2 separate regions of the Anser cygnoides genome follow, and region 1 is linked to region 2. The links are chromatin contacts, called in public Hi-C maps. All regions are on one chromosome and are shown on one strand. The core of a region is the stretch at or near the end of the contact, and the rest is flanking DNA. Distances in the headings are between cores, read along the strand shown.

Region 1 (5,814 bases), core at 1,793-4,292, 46 kb before region 2:
GTGGCAGGAGCAAGGTGTTCCTTCCTGAGAAGCTGCGGCCTGGTTTCTGCTTAGGTAATCACAGGAGAAAGAGCAGGAACTTACATGCAAAACCCTCCTCACCACAATTACTGGGGTCTAGACAGGAAACTCTGTGTCTATCTGATACTCCTTCCCGGGGAGCAGCACTGTGAGCAAGCCCAGCTGACACATATTCTGCCTCGTCACACCAGCTCTGAGAAAACCAAGTAATGGGGCTGACGGCGCGGCTCTGAAGTCATCCTTGAGGCTGTTCCAGTCCTGCCAGATCTGCTGGGCTGGCAGTAACTGCTGCCTGCACAAGAAACACCATCTGCGGCCTCCCAAAACCCCACCTCCGAGACTCTCCGAACTTGCTGTTGACCTGCAGCCCCAAGGCATCTGACCCAAAGCACTGGGCCAGCCTGCGGCTGCTAGGCTGTAGCTCTTCACTTGATGAGCTGCGTGTATTTTCCTGTGAAGAAGCATTTCGCGCTCCAAGTAGTAATCCTCTGTTGCATGTGCCAAGGCAAGTGCAGTTAGAAGCACATTTCCAGTGCGATGCCAGAACTGTACTGCTAATTTTGGTCCCTAACGAAATCAAAGGCTGCTGAGAGAGTCCTTCCCCAGCACGTTAACCCCAGTGCTCACCAGTCTGGAGCCTGACCTGGCCATGGTAGCACACTGGCCCTGCGTGGTATATGCATGGAAAGCTGCTGACTTCAGAAGCTTCAAAACATGCACACTGCAGATTCAGAGCTCTTATCTGCACCCACACCATTACAGCCAGAGACTGCCTTCTAACACAAGAAAAACACCCATCCAGCCAGCCTACAAGCTCCCGTGTGCCTTTGGCAAGACAAAGTGGTTACCCAAAACAGAAAGACACACGACTGCCTGAGTCACGGAGCCTCAGGGTGGGATTGAGAAAGGAGACTTGCTTTGGAAAGCCAGCAGTAAAGGTGACACACGCCATCTTGCTCTCAGAAAAGCCTACATCCATGGCCTGCGACAACCACCACCATGCTCTGCAGTGAAGCTGGCACCTCACCAGCAGTTACAAGAAAAGCGTGGCAAACGAGCTAAGGAGGAAATAAAAGGAGCATGGCAGAAAGATGTGAAGTTGCCAGTTCTGGTTCACAACTGTCATGGGTTTAAGCCAGGTTGGATGGAGCTTTGAGCAACCTGGTCTAGTGGAAGGTGTCCGTGCCCATGGCAGGAGGCTGGAATTGGATGATCTTTAAGGTCCCTTCCAACCCAAACCATTCTGTGATTCTACGGTTCACTGGAAAATACACCTACTGAGTGCTGCTGAAGAGGCATAGCTTCTGGAGACCCCTCTGCCACGCTGAAGCACTCAGCCAGGGCAGCCAACAAGCGCTCCCCACTCAGCACGCAATTCACATAGCACCAAAAGCCCCCGGGGTTCCTGCGCTCACCAGCCTGCCTCTGCCTCCCCGCTGTTCTCAAGGTTTCATAATATCACTTTGTTTTCACTGTGCTGCCCCTGATCACCAGTTCCAGCAGCTCCCACACAGGGAGGAATGACCTGAGGTTGCAACCACCATTGGCATGCCAGAAGCCTCCTTGCTGCAGGAGCGAGGACCTGAAGCAGGAGGCTGCCTCGAAGGCAGCCGAACACATGTAGGAAGGTAACGCGATTTGCAGTTACAAGTTTCCAAGCACGTAGCATGCTCATTATGCACGCTGAAATCTAAACAGCTCCAGCACAGGACAAACTCTGGCACCTGCACTTGGCCATACCACGGGCTGTTATTCACCACTTCTCACCTCGCCCATTATTTGGGGTGACAGCCTCTCAACCCCCCTCCTTCCCTGCTGCTTCCCCACACAGGAAGGGCACTGCCACCTGCACTGGAACACCTGAGAGAGACACCGTGCTACAGGTTAGCAAGGTCTAGGCTGCACGGAGACTAGAGGACAGGCTGCTTAACTGGCAGAGACGCTCACAAGGAGCCAGTGCAGTTAACGCCTCCAAGCCTGCAGTTTAACAATTTCTTTAAGCCAATCCTGTAGCCAACAACAGTTACCTTCCCTAGCCAGGAAGGGCTGCCGTGGCTGGAAGCAAAACAAGTCACAGGCCTGCTGATCTGTCTGAAAACAAGCCCTGAAGAAATGTTTTCTCTTAAATCTTTCTGGAACCACGTTTGCCATGCTAATGGCTACCTGGCACCCCGATGGAGGGCAGGGAACTACAGCCAAGACCTCTTTGGGCAGCACAGCAAATCCATCCTGCAGGCAAAGCTGCTCATAGGGTTGAGCTGCCCAGTGCCTACCCGTGGCTCAGAAGTCCTGCTAAGGCTCTCGGGCTCCCTGACTGCAGAGGGTGCCGTGCCTGGCCTTGCTCACCTCACCCCTCCCAAGGCTCGGGAGCATTCCACACTTCCAGGCTCTACTGCAGCCTTCCGAAACTCTGAGCGTGGAGGAACAGCACAGAGTAACCTGTACATGCTTTCAGTAGAGCTACACAAAGTAAAACTGCTACCTCTCACGTGATCAGAGGAAGATGCAACCAAAAATATGACTGGCTTCTGCCACAGCCACGTCAGACAGCGTGTCGTGCTCACGGGGAATCTACAGAGGGAAGAGAGGACAACTGCGCAGCTTCTGGCTAGCATCCACAGCAGACCTCCTGCTGGGCAGTTGCTTCACAGGATGCCCACTGTGACCCCAAGGAGGCCACCCGCAGCTCACAGGCGGCCCCGTGACTCCTGGCAGCCGCCCAGGGCCACGCTCAGCCTGGTGACCCCTGTGCCTCTCCTGGGGACAACGCGCAAGCTTTTCAAAGCATCACCTTCAGCGGCCTCAGTCACAAACTAGGTAAGGCAACACCCCCAAACCTTCATCTGCTGCTCGTGCTTCTCACTGATGTGCAGAAGAGGAATGACTCTATGCCCTAGTGATTATGCGTGAAGTGAAAATGATGCCATAAATTCTTGCTGCTGCTATTACGCAGTGCCACGGCTCACCCTCGTACTTCACTCCCTGTCACAGGTAACCTGCTGCCAGCACGCTCCCCGATCAGCTCTGCGCTATTTGCTCTCAGCAGCTGCTGCGGAAATAATAGATTTAATGCAAATAAACCTGCAGGTCACAGCCCCGAAGAACAACAGGAGCTCTGGTTAACAGACATAGCTGGTGACCTTCTGACACTGCGTGAACTTCCCACCTCCACTGGTGTTGCATCACGCTGCAAGAAACCAAGCCTTTGTTGAGAGACACAATGACACATCCAGGCTGTGCATTCCTGGCAGATTAAAGAGCCAGCATCCACAAATTCCACAGCAAGAAAAAGCTATTATTCAGCTCCTCACGGACTGGATTTAGATGATCAAGGCCATGTATTCCCACAACGCTGTGATTTAGACACCTCTGTCTTCAGAGTCTGTCAGCGCTGGCCGCACCAGCACACCTTCTAAGCCTTGTCCGGGGTGGGTAATTCAGTGCAGTGTTCCAAGGCAGGCGCGCTCAGCTCCGAAAGACAGCACAGCACTTCTGTTCTCAGCAAGAAACCAATACATAGCAGCCAAACTCTACTCGCCTTGCATAATGCCTAGCGCTCACATGTGAATTCCCTTTTTCAAACAGTGGCTTATCATTCAATTCCTATTCCTTTTGCTCTTTAAATTCTACTTTTTTCTCTTCACCTCAGCAACAAAAAAACAAAACTGTTTCCACCCCTGGCCTGCAAACACAAATGTGAAGTGCATGAACCCAAACAAAAATGTCTCCATGGAAATTTAAGGATCTGGTATTGGAACATGCCTCCTCATTTCAGGTTGAAAAAGAAAAGAAAAAAAAAACTTTTCTGCAATGCCTAACTTGTGAGGATGAAACGAGTTGGCAGGTTCCTTTCTAGAGAAGACCTCCCTGTGGCCTGCAGCACGCTCAGCTGCTGGCATGCCGCTCCCGTGCTCAGAAGGCTGTTGTGGAGGAATGCCACAGAGTCTTCAGGCATGATGCAGTGCTTCAAATAGGAGCCTTGATATAACTCATCTTGTGACAGTCTCAGTAAACCTGCTAGCCTAAAGTTTCTGTATCTCCCAAAGTTAACCCAGGTCATTTTTGGCATTCCTCAAGGGCTCTGTGTGTGCACTCTTTGGGAAAGTGATAAGTAGATCCCCAGACAGCGCTGGGTGCACATGCTCATCTGTAGAGGGATCTTCCCAAGAGGGAAGAGAGCTGCGCTGCCAGCACAAGGGGGGCCAGGCAGCGGCAGCAGCACATCTCTCTTACTCAAGGGCCACTGCTGCTGCTAGGATGGTTGGAATCACCCAAATACCGCCCGCCAGAGAACAGCACGCTGAGCCACCACCACATGCTGTGGCACGTCAGATATTTTGGTCAGCCTCAAATCACTGAAGATGGCGTGCCTAAGACGTGCACTTTGTTTAATGTCATTTCCATTTGAAACTCAGAAATGGTAAAGAGGCAGACGTGCTAAACAGCAGCCAGCTATTCCTGCTTTGGGAGAAACTACCATCCAGTGGGCACCACCGACAGGGCTGGGTGGGTGAGTCCCACGCCCTGCTGGGTCCACCCAGCACCGCTCCTCACCCAGCGCAGCACATGTACACATTGGGAATTACACACTACAGCAACCACCAAATATTTAGATACTCTTCAAGACTTTCCAAGCACGGTTATTGCTCTCAGGAAGTTGCCTACAGTTTGCTCAAGAGCGAACTGCAATAGGAAGGGAGTACAGCTAGTTTCTGATGACAGCTGCTGACAGAAGCACGATGATGCCATTCACCTAGGAGGAGAAGTGATGATTCACATCCCTGGGTTTTCCCTTAGCCACTCATTCCAGAAGGCAATGGGGACTTTTGGTCACTTCAAAGCCATCTGGATTACAATTGAGAGCAGAGGCTGTCCCAGGGAGAAAGGAGACCTAGCATAACAAGTGTACCTGCCAACTCCGGAGGATCTTTAGGAGCTCCTGCCTAAAGAACTGCTGGTGCAAATCTGCCTTCATCATGTACTGATCCTACCTACAGCACTACCAGAAGGGCTTCCAACATCATTATTATAGTGCTTTGAGACAATGAGGAACATACTCTGAAAAAAACTAGTTTGGAAAAGCATTCGCTACTTTCCAGACATGGTACTAAGGAGGCAACCCTTCGAGAGACGATGGGGCAAAGTAACGGGCAGGAGAACACACCTGCAGAGCAGTCTCTCTGTACCAAAGCCCCAGTCCATGTTGGAGCATGCTTCACATTAACTGTCATGTCAGCCACATGACAGCGTATTAATTAGAGGTGGAGACACGTGCTTTCCACAAATGGGAAGTGACAGATTGTTCCAGTGAACTTCTGCACCCTAGCCTGACGTTTACTACAAAAGAAAGCTAACTGGGAACATTTCAGTAGGTGGCAGCAAGAAATACATTATCAACTCAGAAGACTCCCTTTAGGATACGTCTTCTTGGAAAAGTTACCCATTTAGAGCAGAGTTTCAGAGGCACGTTGTTTCAAGCCCAATGCAATACGCCTGACCAGACTCATGACAGCAGAGTCAGGTCAAATACAGAGAATTTAGGGAGGCAAAACTTACCCAGATTCTGAAAATCCCCACTTTCTGCACGGAAATGTCCCTCACCAAACTGCCTCTTGCAAAATGTGCTAAGTTCCTTAATTTTGTGCTTGGGTTTCCATACTCCTGCAGAGTCAGTATGGCTGATCAGAGCATCTCCTAGCACTGTGACTTTTGTAAAATCAAGCCATATCTTTCATCCAGATCTTACAGCTCAGGCCAAATGAGGCCATTTTTTGGCATAAAATTACTTCTGCA
Region 2 (6,144 bases), core at 3,501-6,000:
TTCAGTCTGTCTCCTGTGTCATGCTGAGAAACACTTCGGTTTGTGTTGAGTTTGGCCTTGTTTTCATGCCAGGTGACAGGCTAGAAAACACTGATGACGCCAAACATTGGGCAAGTGCAGTGGCTTTGCATTGTTTCAAGTCACATTTGAGATGGACACATCCCCTTGATTGTTCCTGGTGGTAGCTCGAATTCCCAAGCCAAGAACTCTGGTGCCAGTTTCAGTTCAGCAAGGCATAGTCGCGGCATGATTAAATATTCCTGTGATTGTTGTTGTTGTCTCCAAGGAATACTGCCGGATTTGGCAACCCCCCCCACTCACGCCCTCCTTCTTGCTCAGACTTGACTTTTGCAATTGTTTGCTGGATGTTGTTCCTTCCGGCTCCTCCAGGCATCATCAGCCTTTAAGAATTTGGCAACAGAAGCAGCACAGGTGAGGTGAGTTCATTGCAGCAGACTGGTTCTTGTTACTCTGAGCAGCAGAGGTGCTGGCACCTCCAGGACTCCCACACATTCATTCCCCGGTATGCCCCTGTGTCAGGAAGGGATTTTCTGCCCATCCAGTTCCCAGCCACGTTCCACCAAAACACTTGAGGATGGTCTTGCACGGCTGGCGTGCATGGGAGGTGCTTTTCCTGACTTACCTGGAGCAGCACAAAGCAAGTGAGCACGTAAGGAGAGAAAGGCACCCGCTCGTGTCATCTGTGGAGGAGGTTTTGCTTCCTGCATTCTTCAGCCCATACAAAATGTTTGACTCTGGCTTAGTGGGTGAGCAGCAGTAAAGGTTTGTGTTTTCAAGCTGTGGCTCATGCATAGGACCCTGGAAAAGCCCCGATACTGGCAGCGCAGCCTGCTGCTCTTAGCAATGGCAGGACTGGGCAGTTGTGAGTTGTGTCAGGTCCTGGGTGGCTGAGATCAGCAGTTCTCCCAGAGACCCAGAGCTGGGTTTGAGTCCACAGACCTCCTGACTAAGCTGTGTCTCAGCTCAGAGGCAGCCTCACTGGCCGGGCCTGCCCAGGAGCGAAGCAGCTGGAGATGTTTAATTCTGTTTTCCTGCTCAGGAAGATCCTGGCATCCTCCACCTGTGCCCCTGGGTCTGTGTTTGTTGGCTTCCTTCTCTCGGGCAATGCACCTCTGCAGCTGCCGTGCCTGTCAGCCTCCCCCTGCCTGCAGCAACCAGCAGCCCCTGTGGCACGAATATATTCTGCTGGCTGTTGTTCGCGTGGACATTGTGTTCTCCTGCTCTAAAGCTCAGGAAGCCTTTCTGCCCAAATGTCTGCCTTGTGCTGCTGGTGTGCTGGCTGCCTCCCAGTCCCGAGGCCCCACATCTCTAGGGCTGTCAGAGCTCTGTCTGCTCCTGTGCAGCACCATCCCCGGAGCAGCAGCTGTGTAGGAGCAGCACCCTCATGAGGGATGCAGAAACATGAATGCCCCAATAATCTTGAAGCACATAAGGAATCACTTTTCGAGCCTTCAGGTCTACTAATGGGGCCTCAGGAATACCTGAGAGAAGGTTGCGTGCCCTGAAGCCTCCCCACCTTTCTTGTCTCTTAAGTCCTGTAAGTCCTCACCTGTAAGATCCTGCTGCTTCTGCATGTCCAGCCTTACATTCATTCACGGGTTGCTGAGGCACAGACCCAGGCACGTATGGCAGTGCTGAGGTCAATAAAGCTCTTGCTGTGCCCTGGAAGCAGCTTTGTGACTCTTGCTCAAGACAGGTCAGCCCATGCTACTGGCTGAATTGGGCAAACGCTGCCAGCCTGTTACGGCAGGGTCAGAGTGGTTTCAGGTGCTTTTCCTGGGCCTGGGCCTGGGCCAGTTCCAGTGGCTTTGCAAACACTTTTTTTTTTTTTTTTCCAACTGTTCTTTTCTCTAGCCACTGTGCGAAAAGACCTTTTGCAAACAGAGGAGGAAAACGGCCAAAAAAGCTGGTTATTCCAGAAGAACCAAGGTGGAGGTCAAGCTCAAACACCCATCAAATACCCCGGGAAAGATGTGTACAGATCCCTTTCTACTCCTCTCCTTGCAGGTCGGTGTTGAACACCAGAGAGAAAGCAAATCCAAGGGCGAGCACGCTTTTCTTTCCCTATTACCATACTTTTCTTGCCTGTGGCAGCACAGCAGCCAGCGGCTGGGGAGGGGCAGGCACTGCAGGCTGGGATCTGCTCCACAGTCCCTGCCTGCACACATGCCCCGTCTTCACCTCTGCTCTGGAAGCAAACCACAGGTCAGCTTTTCCACACTGCACACCTAGGTGGCTCTCCACAGGCCAAATGAAAGCTGCTGCGTAGCTGGTAACCTGCAAACCATCCGTGTGCGCTGGCACACTCCTTAGGAAAACACTGCTATCGCAGGGCAAACAACCCAGCAGGTACACGGAGCACAGCTGGCATGGTGAAGGCCTCTGGAGGACGTGGGTGCCAGGGTCCAGCCCTGAGGGCAGTGTTTGGATCCCTGGGGATGTGGCAGGCTGAGATGTGGCTGAGAAGTGAGCAGAGAAGTGAGAGAAAAGGATCAGCATTAAACTGAAAGGGAGAAGTGAGAATCTGGTACGTGATGGGAGAAGCAGGTAGAAGCGACAAGGACAGGGAACACAGCAGAGCAGAGAGGACATCTAGTGTCTCCTGAGCCAGGTGGGCAATGACTGCCCCTAGAACAGGACAGCCTGGGGGTGTGGGGTGGGCTGCTGAAGCTGTAGAGCTGTTCCCAGTCATGACCTCCCACTTCGCCCAAGGAGCACTGGGGAAGCGTGGCAGCCCCAGAAGGGGCTGGGGATGGGCCTGGTAGGTGGGAAGCCCCAGTCAGTAGCTGCTGGTGCCAGAGCAAACCTGGTTTGCTGGAGGTCTGCGATGACCGATGGGATGCAGGTAGAGGGCAGTGGATAGGCACAAGGCAGATGTGGTTGTAGCTTTGGGATAATGAGGTTGGCTAGGAGGTGTGCAGGGAATGGGGGGACGAGGAGCAGGAAAAAGACATTTGACCAAAACAAGATGAGAGCCCTTCTTGGGGTGGGACTGGGTGCCACATGGGGAATGGGGACCAGTGCAGGACTGTCACAGCTACCTGGGGAAGGCACAGGAGAGGCTGAGCAGCACAAGCAAAAAGAGTTCCTGTCCCTGCTCAGCACAGAGGGTCTCGCACATCCCAGTGCCTCACTGTGGAGCAGAGCTACCACCGTGGCCTTAGCCTCAGCTCCTGGCCCATTGAGCCCAAGCTACAGCTGCTGCGGAGCAGATACCAGCCCACCACAGGCCATCGTGTGCCCCTTTGGCACTAGGGCCCGAGTTTATGACCACCCGTGCTCCCCTGAAACGTGACTTCAGCAATGGTGGTGCCTGGCCCTGCTCCAGGCTGCTCCCAGCACCAACTCCTGCACAGACTGACTGGTTCCAGTACAAACAGCCAGTGTTTGCTGGGCTGTTTGTGTTGCATGTTGTGGTATTTGCACTGTATACAACGGGACTGTTTGTTTGGAAGGAATGAAGGTAGCAAAACCCCACGGCAGTGCAGGCAGGGCTGCATGTTGTGGCAACACAGCAGGCTTGTCTCCATCCTGCCCTGGCCCAGCGGCACAGGGCACAGCTCCCTGCCGTCAGCTTTTCTCCAGGCGTGGCCAGCTCAAGGCACAGGCTGGGGTGTCCAGCTGCCCTCACGGAGGAGGGTGGGCTGCTAACAGTTGCTTGGGGATGGTGAGAGTGGGTCAAAGACGGTCCGAGTAGGCCGACTAGCCCCTTGCTGCTAGGACAAGTGAGGGCTGGTCCCTTCATCCTGCACTGGTGGAGCAGTGATGGGAAGGGGAAGCACTGAGCTCTGTGGCGGCCCCGCACATCAGGGCACAGGCTCTGTCTCCACTGGCTGTGGCTTCACTGTGCCAGCTCCCTCTGCCCAGGAGGGCTGTACAGATGTCCCCACATCCTTCCTCCTTGCACACGCTGCAACATCCGCTTGCCTGCCTCATCCCATGGTGACATCCTCTGCATGCCGTGATGGCCCTTGTCGCCACTCATGACGCACTGTTCACCTTCTGCCGTGAGCCCGCCAGCAACTCCTCATCTCCCAAAGGCTCCCTCTTGCCCCACTCTGGATTTCCTCAGCGGTGACACATCCTTCCCTGTCGCACATCCCCGTTGCCCCACTGCAGCAAGGGAAGAGCATGGTGCTACATCCCCCTCCCCGGCAAACACTGCCATGGGGCCGTGTGCTCCCTCCTCCCACACACTGTGGGGAGAGTGGGCAAGGGCTGCCTGGCACACGCACCCATACTGTCGTTGGCTTCACGGGGTTGGCCTTTCTGTGTGCTCTCCAGAGTCCACTGAGGTTTGGGAGGGTGCAGGAGTGCTTGTAGACAAGCTGCTTCCTCCAACAACACATGTACAGGTGTGTGGTTGGTCTAGGAGGCAGGTGTGGGTGGTGGGTTCTGACATTTAACCAAGAAAGCCCAATCTCATCCTCACTGCAGCAATCACAGAGCCATCACGATGGTTATCTGGCTCATGTCATTGTCCCCAGCAGCAAGCGAGGTGGGTAAGGATGGGCCGTGTCACCCACAAGCCCAGGTTTAAGGTGGCAGACCTGGGGTCCCCAGGTCTCTTGCCCAGGTTGGGGAATAGGAGCAGTGGGAGCCAGAGACACCAAGGTTTTCAGGGCTGGCCACTGTATTTTGATAATGCTGTTTGGGGTTTGGCTCCTGGCTGTTAGTCTGTGGCCAGTTTGAACCGGCTCACAGCTTTTATAAGGGTGAGATGAGCAAGATGCCAGCAACTCCAGAAGAGTGAGCACCCAGCAAAGCTGGTGCACGTGGCTCCCAGTCGCTGGTCACAATGAGAGACCAAGTGCCTGGGCCGGCCAGCGCAGCTCTGCAGGCAGCAGATGCCCACTCACAGCTCAGGCAAGAAGACACCCCGAGCAGCAGCTCCGATGTCCTCTACCCAGTGGTCAGCTGCAGCATCTTTGCCTCAAGCATCTCCTCAGCAGCAGAGCGAGTCCGTGCCATCCTGCAACAGGAAGAGGTGGGGGACAGAAAGTGTCCACTGCTGTTCATCCAGCTCAATGAGCTGCTCAGCACCCCGGCAGGCCTGGAGTGGAAAGAGACGGCCAGGTAGGCACTCGTGCTGTGGTCAGGCCAGCTGGTGATGCTTGGGGAACGCAGGGTGAAATGGTCTTTAGACTACTAGTTGCTCCAGCAGTGCTGAGCTGTCTGCTGGGCAAGTCTCCTGCCTTACTCTGGCTTGTAATGGTTCCTCAACAACAGGGATGCTCAGTTTGCTCTCCCCCCTCCAGTGCCCATGCTATGTCTTCCAAGAAATTCTTCTTCCTAATTTTGAGTGACTCATTTCATCTGAAAGTTTCCACCACCCGTGAGGACACAGTGTCAGGCAAGGTGCAGACAGTGACCCTGCCTTTGCACAGTGCTGACACATGTATTTCCTTAGTTCTGCTTCTGCATTTCTTGCCTCTCCAAGGCCTCAGCATCTATGCTGCAAGCTGGTGATGGGACAGTGCTTCATTGCTCACTGTCTTTGAGCACTGGCCCGGCACAGCTGAAGCTGAAGCAGAACCGAAAGCGTAGCAGCAAGATCACTGTGGGAAAACAGGGAAAGTAGGTGTCATAGAAGAGCTGGGGAGAAGGACGTATCCTGCAGTGCACTGGCATCAGGGGCGAAGCCTGGGTGCAGACCATGAGCAGTCCAGCAACACTAGGCAGCTCTTCCCGAGTAGTGGATGCAACCTTCCCAGAAATTGCTGCTGAAAATGAGGGTGTGCTGCTCTCCTCAAAAATTCTGGGACAGCGTTGAGGAGTTGGATCTCAGCCCAGCAGGGGGACCAGGCCTGCGGCCATGGTCCCTGTGCACACAACCTGAAGGCCTGGGAGACAAATTGATTTCTTTTCTAGAGCATGGAAGAAAGGCCTGGAAAAACGTTTAGGCCACAGGGCAGCACTTCCAGGGTGGAACTAGTACATAGGGGGAAAGAAGGAGCAGGATGTGGAAATGGCTCAGATGCCTGAGGCAGCAGGAGTCAGAAACAACCCGAGGGTGAGAGCCGGGAGCGGAGGAGTAGATGGAGCTCAGGGCTGGCTGGGTCACCTCGGGCCAGGGAGGGAGGATGGGACCCTGGGGCAGAGGCACCAGTGGAGAGGAGCCAG

The links. Hi-C and Micro-C count contacts between places; a contact is called where the count stands out from the background.
Region 1: a contact with region 2 is called in a Hi-C map of fetal liver, with 1.7 times the contacts expected there. The contact joins the enhancer-like site here to the promoter of SLC4A9 in region 2. A contact is called at or near these places in 5 of 7 Hi-C or Micro-C datasets (fetal liver, granulosa cells and liver).

The regions. Positions count from the first base shown.
Region 1 is chr14:11,364,034-11,369,847 of Taihu_goose_T2T_genome, reverse strand. All of the region lies in intron 3 of PFDN1 (prefoldin subunit 1), which reads right to left. Among named protein-coding and RNA genes, the nearest start is that of PFDN1, 26 kb to the right of the region's middle. Within about 2 kb of position 3,042, at least 1 of the 3 cell types and tissues checked has open chromatin away from gene starts, as enhancers often do. A contact at or near this core is called in fetal liver, where this site is marked.
Region 2 is chr14:11,319,149-11,325,292 of Taihu_goose_T2T_genome, reverse strand. SLC4A9 (solute carrier family 4 member 9) reads left to right here and starts at 4,750. Exons shown (of 22, transcript XM_066977298.1): 1 at 4,750-5,097. The coding sequence starts at 4,820.